Regions from separate parts of the Danio rerio genome. Here region 2 is linked to region 1. The links are chromatin contacts, called in public Micro-C maps. All regions are on one chromosome and are shown on one strand. Each heading gives the region's core, a stretch centred on a gene start, on an enhancer-like site or on the middle of the called end of the contact. The rest is flanking DNA. Distances are from core to core; before and after follow the strand shown. Region 1 holds the start of ppap2d (phosphatidic acid phosphatase type 2D). Region 2 has its middle 74 kb from the start of ppap2d.

Region 1 (6,890 bases), core at 130-2,629:
TGTTTGTGTGGGTTTCCTCTGGGTGCTCCAGTTTTCCCCACAGTCCAAAGACATGCGGTACAGGTGAATTTGGTAGGCTAAATTGTCTGTAGTGTATGAGTGTGTGGTGGGTTGCGGCTGGAAGGGCATCCTCTGCGTAATAATTTGCTGGATAAGTTGGCGGTTTATTCTGCTGTGGCGACCCTGGATTGATGAAGGGACTCACTAAGCCGACAAGAAAATGAATGAATAAATAAATAATCACGGTTTTCTTAAATGCTTAGGCTGAATCAAATTAACCTTATGAGTCCATTGAAATTATGCTATGTTAAACTGACTTAAAACAGCCTGCGTAAATTCAAGTTAGAACCTGATTACTTAGTTTAATAAGTTGCAATGAACTAAAAACCTTCACTGTCATAAATATTTGCTGCTATAATCATATAATTTTGTAGAGTGCAGTTAGTTTATTCATATCATTCCACTTTGTTGTGGTCTTGTGGACTATCCTGTTATTTTATACTAAGAATGCTTTTACTGTGTCTTAGTAAATCTTTATGCAGGACTTCACACAATTACGTTATGTTGTCGCAAAACAAATTGATTTAGTTGTTTTTAGAAATTATAGTAGATTAGATATAAAACAGTTAAGTTATTACTAATATTATTTATTATTTCCTTTATTTAGCCAGGAGATCACATTGGGACAGTACTCTCTCCCTGGTCAACATGGCTGGCAAATTACAAAATCACCATTCATAAAAAGATCAGATCATAAAAAAAAAAAAAAAAAAAAAACAAGTTCAACCCTAAAACAAAAACAAGAAAATAAATAAAAAAATAAAAAATAAACGATAAATAAATAAATAAATTAATTAATTAATAATAATAATAATAATAGTAATAATAATAATAACAACAACAACAACAACAACAACAACAACAACAACAATAATAATAATAATAATAATAATTTTATTTTAAATAAGTAGTTTGAACAAGCATTAAACATCTTTTTTCAATGTTGGTGTTAACGATCAGATTAATTAAAAATAAAATTTCACAGGCGAAAACGTTCCCTAAGTATCCATCTACCAAGTTTTCACACGTTCGGATCGCATATTCAACACCAGAATGCTGTCTAGGAAGGAAGCTCAGTAGGATTTGTGACAGCCCCAAAGAGGGGCGGAGGAATAACTAATACCCACAAATCAAAACACGATCCGCTTCAAGTTTTCTCTCGGTTGGGGAAGGAAATAGGAGTTTTGACATGGAGAGTACAAGTCACAGAGGATGACAACTTTTGACTGACATATGTTTTCAGGAATGTGCTTTTCTCCATCATGTCCAGATGATGATGGCCAAACTGCAGCTCAAACTTCTCTCAAGTGCTGGAGAAAGGAGTTTTCGTGTAAAAGAGAGCGAACCAGGATCCCTGTGCAAGATTGTTCGCTTTTATTAGTTAAAGTTTCGGCATTCACTTATTTTAAACGTACGCTTGAGTTGTGACAGTTATTGGATTTTAACGGAAACGTTCAGAAGGATTCGAAACTTAAAGTGAACTTTATTCTTAAGCTGTCAAGTTGGTTTTATCTGCGTTATAAAGGATAACATATACGCAAAAAAAGTATTGAATTTTACGGACATCATGCAGAAGTTGAATTCGGTGAACAGTATGAATTCGGAGCTCCAGCAGCGGCTGGCGGATAACGGCGGATCCGGAGAGGCAGCGAGGGAGAACGGCACGAAGCACATCCTGAGCCCCGCTGAACCTGTGGATACGGTTCAGTGCTCCAGCAGAAAGATGCTGGTTGGGCTGGACATCCTCTGTCTGCTCGTGGGTAAGAGAAAGAAAGTTGTGTGAGAGTTTGAAATAACTTTCATTGTTATGTTAATGACATAATGGCATGTCATTAGATCATTTGCAAAAGTGTCATCAAATAACTAGGTTACACTTCTTGGTTTTAGCATTAAGAAACATTATATAACGTTCTGCAGGTCAGTTCAAAGATATTTCATAACTTGTTATGCATTAAGGTTATGCCAAGCTGATGCAATTTTTTCCCACCTCCTCTGCTTCTATGCAAAGAAAACAATTCTAAAGCAGCACAACAGATTTATAGCAGGGCTTTAAAAGTTGTGCAACTACTTCATGTGTTGTCCTCACAATATATAACAAAAATGTTTCTGACGCAAACGACTTGACATGGGAACAAAGTCTCAAAAGTTGCTCAATCCAAATAATCCCCCTAAAAAGCCAAATCAGAGCTTAGAAAGGGAAAATAATAAGTTCATAACCTCTGCGCACGTGGTTTGTGTGTCTTCAGTTTAGAGTTGGCAGGAAAGTTTGTCCTGGGAAATTCAGCGTATCCATGGAAACAAGCAGTTCTCCAGAGAAAAGTGAAACTGCCTTTTCAGATGGCTCGAACCGCATGTGTTATTTACTTTGTTTTGGCTGTACTTTATTGTAACTTTCATTAAAAGTTAGAAAAAAGTGAAACTGCTATTTTTACTGTTACCACTACCTGATCTGATGCATAATTAAATGCTTTTTTTTTCTAATGAAATGCATTTGATTATGTCTGATAATGCCCTCATTTTGGCACTACAAGAACTGGGAAGGGTTTTGGTTCTAGGAATGCCATTTGAACGAACTACATTAGCACAGAAGGAATTGCAATGGCATAAGAACTGATCACAACAACAGCACAGCATTTTACACATTCAAAAAGAAAATGTCAGTATCATGTGTCATCTTTGTTTGTGGCGTGCCTTTTTTTGCCAAGCTGATATTTAGCACCACAAAAAGTTTATATATTCCGGCTTTTTGTTATTTCATTCACATAACTCTACATTTCAACTGTAGGCCAACATACTGTATGACACTTCAGAGTTCCTAATGACACAACCAAGAAAACTGTCTAAAGTAAATTAGTTTTTAGGGTACTGGTCCTGGTGGATGGTTCCTATTAGCGAGTTCCTATACAGTATGTGTCACTTCAGAGTTCCTAGTTATGCAACCAGGAAAATTGTCTAATGGAAATTTATTTTTGGGGAACTTTTTTCTGGTGGCTGGTTCCTTTGAGCTAGTTCCTATATGCCACTTCAGAGTTCCTAGTGACACTACCAGCAAAACTGTCTAGTGGAAATTAGTTTTTGGGGAACCAGTCCTGGGGGCTGGTTGCTATTAGCTAGTTTCTATAACTATATGTCATTTCAGAGTTCCTAGTGACACAACCAGGAAAATTGTCTAGTGAAAATAATTTTTTTGGGAAACAGGTCCTGGTGGTTAGTTCTTATTAGCTTGTACCTTTGATTATAATTCACTTCAGACTTCCTAGTTGTGGAATCAGGAAAATTGTCTAGTAAGAATTATTTTTGGGGGGAACTGGTCCTGGTGGCTGGTCCCTCTAGACCAGGGGTCACCAACCCTGTTCTTGGAGAGCTACCTTTCTGCAGAATTCTGTCCCAACCCTGATCAAACACACCTGAACCAATTAATAGTACCTAAAGCAGCAATTGATAATTACAAACAGGTGTGTTTGGTCAGGGTTGCAACTGAAATCTGCAGGAAGGTAGCTCTCCAAGAACATGGTTGTTGACCCCTGCTCTAGACCCTATAACTATAAGTCATTTCAGAGTTCCTAGTGACACAACCAGGAAAATTGTCTAGTGGAAATTAATTTTTGGGTAACCGGTCCTGGTGCATGGTTCCTCTTAGTTAGTTTCTACAACTGTTTGGTGCTAAAGCCCTTGCATTGACAAAATAAAATACCCACCCAATCTCACAATAATTTGTTACTTTTTGATAAGTTGTTAATTCGTATGAATTTGTTTGATCTTATTTTATACATTTAAATATGATTTGCTCATAGTTGTTGGGTTTAGAGGTGGGGCTTGTGGCCCAAGCCTTCAAATAAAAAACATAAATTTTAAAATACTTAAAATAGTTAAATTTCTTGGCTAACAATACAATGTTTTTAGTCATTTTGCTAATTATGGTAAGTTGGGGTTGTTTTGAAAACACTCTATAACATCAGCTCTTTCTGAAAACATCCTCCTATATTTATAGAGATTGTGAATTTTGCTGCCAGAAGTACGTATGGCTGCATTTTGTATTAAAAATTAATGATACAGGACGGTATAATGGCATTCCTGCTTTTCCGCTGTTACCAATTTGTTCAGTAGTTTGCCATGTACATCGGCAGACTTGAGACGCAGAGAGGAGTTGACTATGATGACCGGGTTACTATGTGACAAATTACAGTCCTAGAAAGTTGGTAAGACAAAAACAGAAACCAGAAAATAAAATAAAGAAGTAAATAAAAGGGTGAGAATGTAGTAAAATCTGAAAATGTGGTAAGGGCTTTTCTTTTTCTGGTTTGCTGTTTAAAACACTGTCAGTTGGATTTAGGTATTAGGTGGGCAGGTCAATCTGTGCTTTTAAAAACACTATTGGTTTTGTTTTGGGTAAGGAGGAGGGTGGGTCAGTCGATGAGTCAGTCTGTCGACAGCGGCCTCTGGTGGATTTACGCGATAACGGCAGGTGTGGATGTTAAGAGCAGGCATGGATGGCACCTTTAAAAAAAGTTTGAGGTTTGAGGTAAAAGTACATACACAGTGGCCACTTGTGGGTTTGCAAAAACAAAAACTGCAAAAAACAAAGCACCTAGGACATATTTGGCACTCTCCAGAAATGTATATAGGTGTACGTTTTCAGAATGAGCTTGGGTTGATACTGTCTGTACACAAAACATTTCATATATGCAAAAAAAAAAAAAACTTTTTTGTTTACCATTGTACCATAAGCATACACTCAATGTAGACTACATGAACTAACCATGATGATTTAAACAAGTTATTAAAAATGGTAAAGTTTCCCCGCCACTACAAAAAAAAAAAAAAAAAAAGGTCTTTTCATCTCCATTAAACCTTGAAAAATGTTGTCCCGGTGGTTTCTCTATGGATTTACTACATTTTACATTGCTGCTAGTAAAATCAGTGCACACCCCGTCTGTTTCAGACGATTTAATGTGTCACAACAACATTCACACTAAGGATGAGGGGATAAACACTTTTAATTATGTCTTTTTTATGTCGTTGCTTTTGCACTGCCAGATAGAACCTGTCCAGGCAGCCAGACAGGTTACAGTGAGTTTTTCACCAGTCTGACTGAGTGCAAATTACACAAATAGGACCTGCTATAGGCCTTCAGGTGAAAGTCCTTATCCCACAGAATCTGTTTTTAGAAAAGTGTAGTTATAGTAGTGTCAGGGAGAGCTTGAGGTTTCTGAGGGTAAATGTCATGCAAAGAACTTCCTTTGATTCAGGATGACTATCGTTTTACACCTCGTGATGCTACGCTCATGCACTCAGCAGTTTTGAGAACGCGTAACAGGATTCACACATGATTAAGAAGGAGCAGTTCATGTAACCTTGTGATGACAGACTGGAGAAAGTGGAGAGTGAGCAGAGAGGAACTGTGGGATGAGGCATGACTTGATTGAAGACGAGGTCATTTGTAACTGTTTGCTCCGGTTACCATCGTACACGTTTCCCTCGTTTAATGGAAGAGAAGTTTGTGGGACTTCCTTTTGTCATTCATTACAACTCTCAAAAAAACAAAACAAAAAAAAAAAAAAAACAAAGGTACATGATGCAGATAATTTGTGCTGTATTCTCCTAACATTCTGACTTTTGATTTGGAAAAACATATTTATTTTGGATTCATACTTTAAATAAATAACATAACATATAAGTTACAAACATTTGAAGAATATAGTGCAAATATTCTAGTGAAAATATTTTGTTCCCCCACTACCACCCCCACCCAAAAAAAAAAACAAAAACAATTATTCACCCTCAAGTGGTTCCAAATCTTTCTTTATTCTGTTAAACACAAAGTAACATGTTTTGAAAAAAAAAAAAATCTATTGATTTGCATTGAAATATCCCCAAAAAGAACTCTGACTTGACTTCCATAGGACAAACAAATTCTATAGAAGCCATTAGTTAGTTTTTTAGCCCTTTTCAGAAATATAAAGAAACTCATAAAGCTTTGAAACAAGTAAAATGTGAATAAATTATGGCATCATTTCATTTTATGTGAATTATCCCATTAAATTGTATTATTGTTTAATAAAAAACAGTAAAGTGAAATGAAAATTTTGCCCACTTAAGTAGGTTTTAACAGCATCATTATATGTAAATGATGACAGACTTTCTATTTCTGGGTAAACTGTCATTTTAAAGCATTATGTCACGTAAAATCCACGAGAATCAGCAGAATAAAAGAAAAGCAGCTTAATTCAGAGAAGAAAATGATTCACAGAATCAGACGTGGATCATAATCATTAACAATGAAAACAAATAAGTGACAGAAACTAAAAATATTGGGTGTTCACACAGTTCAAGTTCTCTTGGTCTGGACTGAAAGGATAATAACGCATTTACAGTAGGCCTGGTTCACTTATCACTCACACAGTCATAATCACTGAATATAAAGCTAAAAATATGTTAATTTTGCAGCAGAACACGATTCTGTGCTGTGCTAAAAAAACAGTCATTGTAAGCCAGTATATGTAGTAGGACTGGGGCCGGTATAAGATTCTGACGGTATGATTACCTTGGATAAAAATATCACAGTATCACGGTATTGTGCTCACTGCTCTAAATTATAATATTTTTAAATGTGGGTAAAAAACAAAACCTTTTTTCCCCTATCGAAAACAATATATGTATTTTTTTTTTTAAATGTATAATATTTTATTACAGTAAACATGTCAGGCTAATTAATTCAAATAAATTATTGACTTCTGCTGTCTTTGTTTCAAAAATACAGATTTCTTTATAATTTAAAACAACATCTTTGGATATCTTTTCAGCTGGAGATACTATATTACAGTAAATGT
Region 2 (7,291 bases), core at 1,983-4,482, 73 kb after region 1:
TGCTAATACTAACAAGTCAAACCTTGACCCTTTGAACAATGAAAAAACAACACAAATACAACACAACAGATAAGCAATGCAAGGCTGATTCAAAAACAGAACTGTTGTTCTTTGAACACCCCCTCTCATGTGTTAAAAATCCGCAGCGCAAAACCTCTCAAGGCTTATTGCTTCATCAGGCTAAAGTAGCTTCAAACTTCAACTCAAGATGTTAGAGTGCTGAAATAATGAAACATTTCTGTCGAGAGAAACACAAGAGCAGCTCTTCAAGGAAACTAGTTTAACATTAGACATCCAATCCCCGCGGTTTCTCTCTCTCCCTCTCTCTCTTTCTCTCTCTCTCTCTGTTCAAGTGCAATGGAGCGCATTGGCTGCTTTCGGGGTCATGCTACCATTGCGATTCCCGGCCAGATAAAAGCTGGCAAAGTGTTAGAAGCAGAGGGGGAGGCTTTGCTGCTCTGCCTGTGTCCCAAACTTGCTCCCTATTCACTATGTAGTGAACAATATCAGGTGTCTGCCATTTTGCACTGCTGAGTGATTTTATTCCCTATATTCAATCATTGCTTTTTACACATAATCCACTCTGATATTTGATGTGTGTACATATTTTAAAGCGCCATTTCTCAAAAGCATTAGGAAGCAGGGAAAGAGCAAAAAAAGATGGAACACAGTTGATGTAAACAATGGAAGATGACCAGTTCCACTAATAATTGAACCCATATTACTTCACAAATGACTGGATAATAATTAAACAGAGCATATTCATACACTTGTGTTTTATAGTTGATAGTTATTTCTCATATTTATTCACAGTTAAAATTAGGTTTAGTGTTTTTTATAAAAAATAAATGGGTGTCAGCCCTATTTTACACAATTGTTGAACTGTTGCGAAATGTTAAAGTATTTTAACTACACTTCTATAATTTTAATTGAACTATCAAAAAAACAGTTGTTCTGTTCTCTTTTTACCAAATAATACAAGGAATTAGACAAAAGAACAGTGAATTGTAGTCTATAAATATTAACAAAAATTAACCAATATTCATTAAACAAAATTGAAAAGTTAAGGTGCAAAAGCTGCTAAACACCACTTCGGCCAAAAATAAGTTACGATCAGACTTTGGGTTTTGGTTGCCATACCTGACAAATAAATGTCATCATTTGACGACATTGGTTTAAAATGTTGGCTCGACATTGAATTTTGGTCACTTTTCAAAACAGTCTAAAATCAACCAAACATAAACTACATTTGATGACGTTACTGGACAGCAAAATACTTTATTAGATGTCCCTAAACGCTGAATTTTGGTGACATCACAACCTAAATCTAACCTAATCTTATGATGTTTGTGCTTTTTGGGTTATAGCAACAACTCCACCTCACTGTTGAGCTGTTTCTCAATACCAAGTACACAAAGTTCAGACTTGCAACCTTGGAAGTTCAGACTTGCCAAGTTCACACTTGGAAGAACGGACTACAGAGGACGCGAGGACACAAGTCGGGTACTACTTCAAATAGAATGGCGGTGTACTTTATAACGTTACTTACCTCACCATGGATTCATCGGTTTCACTGTACATTAAGAATAAAATGATTTAATTAGGTACGGCCCTATAATTAATATTGTATTAATGTTATGAATGAATATTTTTGATTTAAGAGAATATAAGCATAAATAGCCATACATGTAAAGTGAAATAGGTTATTATACAGACTCGTGTCTTTGATTATCAGATTTAATAAACTACAATGGACATTACACAAGTATAAAGTACAAGATGTAAATAATAGGAAATAAAGATAACGCTAGTCAATTTGATAAACAAAGACAAACAGCTTACAACACAATAACATAATTAAAGACAATTATAAAACGGAATAAAACAACACTGCTAAAATATTACACCTGAGAACAAATAATAGATTTTAAAGACCAAAGACTGTCCGCTAGATATGCACAAGATGTATTAAATATCAAGTATTAACCACAATGGAGACATGGGATCCAGCGGTACATCTGTGATGACAAAGCTCCTGCTGACAGGCTGGGGGTCAGTTCACATAAGCTGAGGCACATCGCCAAATACACGCTATTTTTATAAATAAACTGCCGATTCAAGTTTAAAACAACTACATTCTCACCTAGCGAGGCAGTGGCGCATTAGGTAGTATTGTTGCCTCACAGCAAGAAGGTCGCTGGGTCTCTGGTTAGAACCTCGGCTCAGTTGGCGTTTCTGTGTGGAGTTTGCATGTTCTCCCTGCCTTTGCGTGGGTTTCCTCCAGGTGCTCCTGTAGACATATGGTACAGGTAAATTGAGTAGGCTAAATTGTCTGTAGTGTGTGAATGTTTCACAGAGATGGGTTGCGGCTGGAAGGGTATCCGTTGTGTAAAAACTTGCTGGATAAGTTGACGGTTCATTCCGCTGTGGCGACCCTGGATTAATAAAGGGACTAAGCTGACAAGAAAATGAATGAATGAATAACATTCTCACCTGAAAAACTCTTAAAACTTCATTTTGTGACACAACAGAGGAGTATTTTTAAAACCGTGCAGGTTTTCTCCTCTACCTTTAGCTTTCGCTGGTTACGCTGCAATGCATTCTGGGATACCTGTGCTTCACAAATTCGCACAAGTCCCCTCTCTATGCATCCTTGGCAAAAGGGGCAGATCAAATACACATCCGGGAATTTTTTCTGTGCTTGGCAAGATGTGATCTTTGAATTGGAACAGTACTTCGGCGACGGTTGATGACGTTTCACAAGAATGCAAGTACAGACAAGAACGCATATTGTGAAACAGCCTTGGTCTTTCCTCAACATATTCCCACAACATTTCAAAGTGCGGAAAGTAAACAAATGCCATGAGGAACTGATGCGAACTGTGAGGCCTCGTACAATTTACTCATGTGCAGTAAGCATTTTTAAATGTTTCGGTGTGAATGGCCAACATTTTGAAAAAAAAAAAAAAAACTGAATGAATGAAAATTGATCCATGTTAGTGTAGACATAGTCTAGACAGTTCCCTCTTTCATAATATAGCCTACTCAACTGCCAAACACTATGTAGGGACTACTTAGCAAGTGAACAAGTGAGCGCTTTAGTACGCAGGTTCTGTTTTATTCTTCTCCAGCGCACTTTCAGACGAGTAAAAGTCAAGCGAGGGAGAGATAAAGTGCAGCAGTGAAGGCATGAGCGGAGGTGTGGTATGAGGGCCAAGGGGGACGGGATCTGCGGTTGGCTGTTGCTGAGGCACAGGGAGGTGTTTCGGGGGCTCTGGGTGTGGGGCGCTGGGGTGGGAAGGAATGTGACCGTGGTTTTGAGGCTGTTTTGTTTCACAGTGTTGTTACCAGGAAACATATTTCATACCTGACTTGTAGTGTACATGTTCCATAATGTATGGCTCTGTTTTTTTTTTTACATAACGCATTTCGCTTAACTCGTCTTACCACTAAATCTTCACCAACGGCCTTCGCTTTGCCTAATAATCCTGCAGCCTGGAGTCAACAACGATAAGATGAGATTCTTCCCATAAATACAACTCCCTGCTACTTTCAAAGACAAGATGACATGCCAATTCTGAAGGGTTTAAAGTAAAGTATGAAATCATATTTTAGAATTGCTAGATATTATTATGTATATTTAATAATATTTATTAAGGGCCAAAGGTTCAAGAAACTGCTGTTGCAAAGTTAGATTCATTGTCTGCATGAGATTTCTGCAAGATTGAGTGATGAATGCAGGGAATGAACCACATTCTGTTCCTGGAGCAGCTTCTGATAAACCTTTTGACATTTTAAAAACAACTCCTGCTGAAGAAAACTCCTTGAAACCATGACACTTCACCTTTCATGACTTCTGCACACACTTTCAGACTTTCCCCATTGGACTAAAACAAATGAAATCCACCTTCATGACTAATGTGAACTTTGGTCCAGTTCTCAGTCCACACAGCATGCTCCTCAGCAAAGGTTAGTCTGGTCTTTTGATTTTTTACGCTGTTGAAGTTTTGGCAAATTCCCAATTGATAAACTGAAGTCAAGATGCAGTTTTATTTAGATTTCTGCAATATGGTGTATAAATATATTTAGCAGAATGTTCTTAGGCAGGACATTGTTTCATCCACAACGAATGTGAATGGTGATGTATTATTTTGTTTGCTCTTGAAGGATTAAACAGAAGTATTTTCAGACATGAAAATCTATCTATCTATCTATCTATCTATCTATCTATCTATCTATCTATCTATCTATCTATCTATCTATCTATCTATCTATCTATCTATCTATCTATCTATCTATCTATCTATCTATCTATCTATCTATCTATCTATCTATCTATGTGTGATCCATCCCTGCAGGCATAGGACATTAACATGTTATATTGATGTTGTACTCCAACGTCCCTCAACGTTTTGTTTAGAAATGAAAATTGGGTTGACGTCGGAACCCAATGTCAGGCCGACGTTAGTGTCCAACGTTCAACCTAAAATCAAGAAAATATCGCCTAATCATATTACACCTTGACATTGTGTGGGCGTTACCACTATGGCATCTATCAGACATTGGATTTTGGTCACTTTGCAACCAAATATCAACATAATTTTGACGTTTTTATTTGAAGTCAAAATAGCGTTGTCCTACAGCCTGATTTATGCTTCTGTGTAAAGTGATTGGCGTGACACATGGTGCATGCAACGCGCTGTGCATTTATACTTCTGCACACTGTTGCTATTGCTCTAAAATAACACTTCCAAAACGCTAGTTGGCAGTGAGGTGTTTTTGTTCCTCTGTGTCGAGTTTCTTTGCTGGTGTTTTGTTTTTCTGAACACTTCCTTAATGTACAAGTGGCTCAAACTCGCTCATTTTGAGGCAGGAACCTTATGGTTAACAACTTTAACCATAAGGTGAAAACAAATCATGCCATGATGACAGTAAATATTTGACTAGGCACTTCTATTCAGCTTGAAGTCACATTTAAAGGCTTAAATAGGGTAATTAGGTTAACTAGGCAGGCTAATTAGGCAAGTTATTATATAATGATGGTTTGTACTGTAGACTATAAAAAAAAAAAAATATATATATATATATATATATATATATAACTGATTTTATTCTTGCCTAAATAAAACAAATAAGACATTTTCCAGAAGAAAAAAATGTTATCAGACATACTGTAAATGTTTCCTTGCTCTGTTAAATATAATTTGGGAAATATTTAAAAAATTAATAAAAAAAATTCAAAGGTAAGATAATAATTCTGACTTCAACTGTATGTGTGTTCAACCCTGTTGTACAAAGAAATGTTTGTGCAAGAAACTTGGAACAGCAGCCACACACAAGTTATTATGAGATAAGAAGCTTGAGCTCATTTGATGAGACTTTGGAAAACATGTAAAGATGTTGTAATTAATGTTCCACAGAATTATATTTTCTCTTAAATCATGCTAGTTGTTAACTTGCACTTCATCAAAAGGCAGAACAAATCTTCTTTTATACTTCTATAATATGTATTAATAATGTATTTGATAGTCTGTGAATGAGTAAATTAACAACCAAGTTTTAATTTCAGGTGAACTATGCCTTTAATAGATTCTGATGTCATGCTTACTTTAAAAGCATTCTTCCTCAGCACTTAACTCCTGCCTTTTTCTGCTCTCTCTTTCTATTTCCCAACAGTTGCATCTGGCTCGCCCCTGGACATTTCGATCTGCCTGATTGAGTCCTAATCGGAGCCTGTGAAACATTTCAGACCTTTCACCCCTCGTTATCAAGGAAAACAAAGATTACCAAATGTTCTTCTTTGACCAACACATGGCTCGTACCGCATGGGAATGACATTGATAAGAAATTAGGTGAACAAACATTCAAAAATAGCTGCCCTCATCAATGAAAGTGACGTCTTTGAGATAAGAATCGAATACGATGGAGGATTTCTTCTGCATGTATTCTTCCACGTAGGTTCCACTCAGACGCGAGCGCTTCATACCTGAGACAGCAATCAGATGAAGGGCATACCTTCCTGGATCTGATTACATTCCTATCGGCTCATTATCAAGAACACTTGCAAACAAAAGGCCGGCAAAACACTACACAGGCAGCGGTTCACCCCACAGCAGCACTAAAACTACCTCATAAATCCAAAGCCGCAAACACTTTGCTATATAATGATCGTCATTTTTTATTTACGCTCTCTCCGCAGCTTATGACGGTGGCGTTAATCTGCTCTGGGAAAAGCTGAACCTCAGCACTGCCAAAATGAGCTGTACGGGATATCAGGACTGTTCTCGCCACGCTCCGTGGCTCATGGCTTCAACTCTGCGTGATGCCAGCTCAATTCCTAATAGAATTAGCTTGGATTAATTGGCTGTTTATATTCAAGAGTTCCAGTCTTGTTCCTTTCCCTGATACGGAGAGCATTGCTCCATTTATCCCAGTAATGAAAGTGGAGAATGCAGTGGCAGCGGTCATTACCGCTCCCCGACCAGAACAATGTGTTCTGACTCCAGCCTGTGAAAGACATTAACTAGGCCGTCTGAGAACACTGATGACTAAATATCTCAGTCTCTTTGCTCCGCAGCTGACTGCAGGGACTGCACTAGGGTCAAAAGCACTGCAACACTGCAAAAAACAACCCTTACCAGTTTCAAAATAGCTCAATGCCCTTGAGGGCGGAAGTGTGATGGGAATCTGATGTGTTGAGGAGATCTGCGGTGTCTGTGTTGAACATAGACACGTACATCACCTCCACACCTGTCTGGCTGGAGCCTGCCAGCCCATACCTGAGAGGACAAACCCACAGAGGTATACACCGCCACACATCAGATCTCAACGCTCCTCTCCGTCATGTCCATATTTGCGCAACAGAAAGGTAGATCACTTGCTGTACGTATCAGCCAGAACATCAAGTGTGAACTATTTACAGTGCTAAGTGAAGTATCTCCAAACATCTACGGAGGCCCTCAGCATTTCATTGAATTCAGTATATTATGAAAACAGCTTCAGAATTCATGGAAATGTGTTGAAATTGTCGGTTACACTTTGTTCAGATTTTTCCCTTTAAATCGATTATATAAATACAGTACATTTGTAGCTATCACCTACTGGATTATTGATAGAGTTTTGGTCAACTGAATCAGATCGGGTAAGCAAAATGAGTTGAGGTACAGTACTTGGAAAGTTACTTTTTCCATGCAGTTTATTATTACATTATTAATACTGTAATTGATAATTGTATTGAGGATGTAATGTATTAAAACCAAATAGACCACTTTCATGGTATTCGACTGTGTTA

The links. A called contact is a pair of places that touch in the nucleus more often than the background predicts.
Region 2: a Micro-C map of caudal fin shows a contact between it and region 1, with 4 times the contacts expected there. The contact joins the enhancer-like site here to the promoter of ppap2d in region 1. A contact is called at or near these places in 4 of 18 Hi-C or Micro-C datasets (caudal fin, embryo, fibroblasts and 1 more) and 3 of 4 datasets of contacts at active chromatin or transcription factors (caudal fin, embryo and pancreas).

What each region holds. Positions count from the first base shown.
Region 1 is chr3:48,403,923-48,410,812 of GRCz12tu, forward strand. ppap2d (phosphatidic acid phosphatase type 2D) reads left to right here and starts at 1,380. Exons shown (of 6, transcript NM_001079978.1): 1 at 1,380-1,820. The coding sequence starts at 1,628.
Region 2 is chr3:48,475,224-48,482,514 of GRCz12tu, forward strand. No RefSeq gene overlaps it. Among named protein-coding and RNA genes, the nearest start is that of ppap2d, 74 kb to the left of the region's middle. Within about 2 kb of position 3,233, at least 21 of the 62 cell types and tissues checked have an H3K27ac peak or open chromatin away from gene starts, as enhancers often do. A contact at or near this core is called in caudal fin, where this site is marked.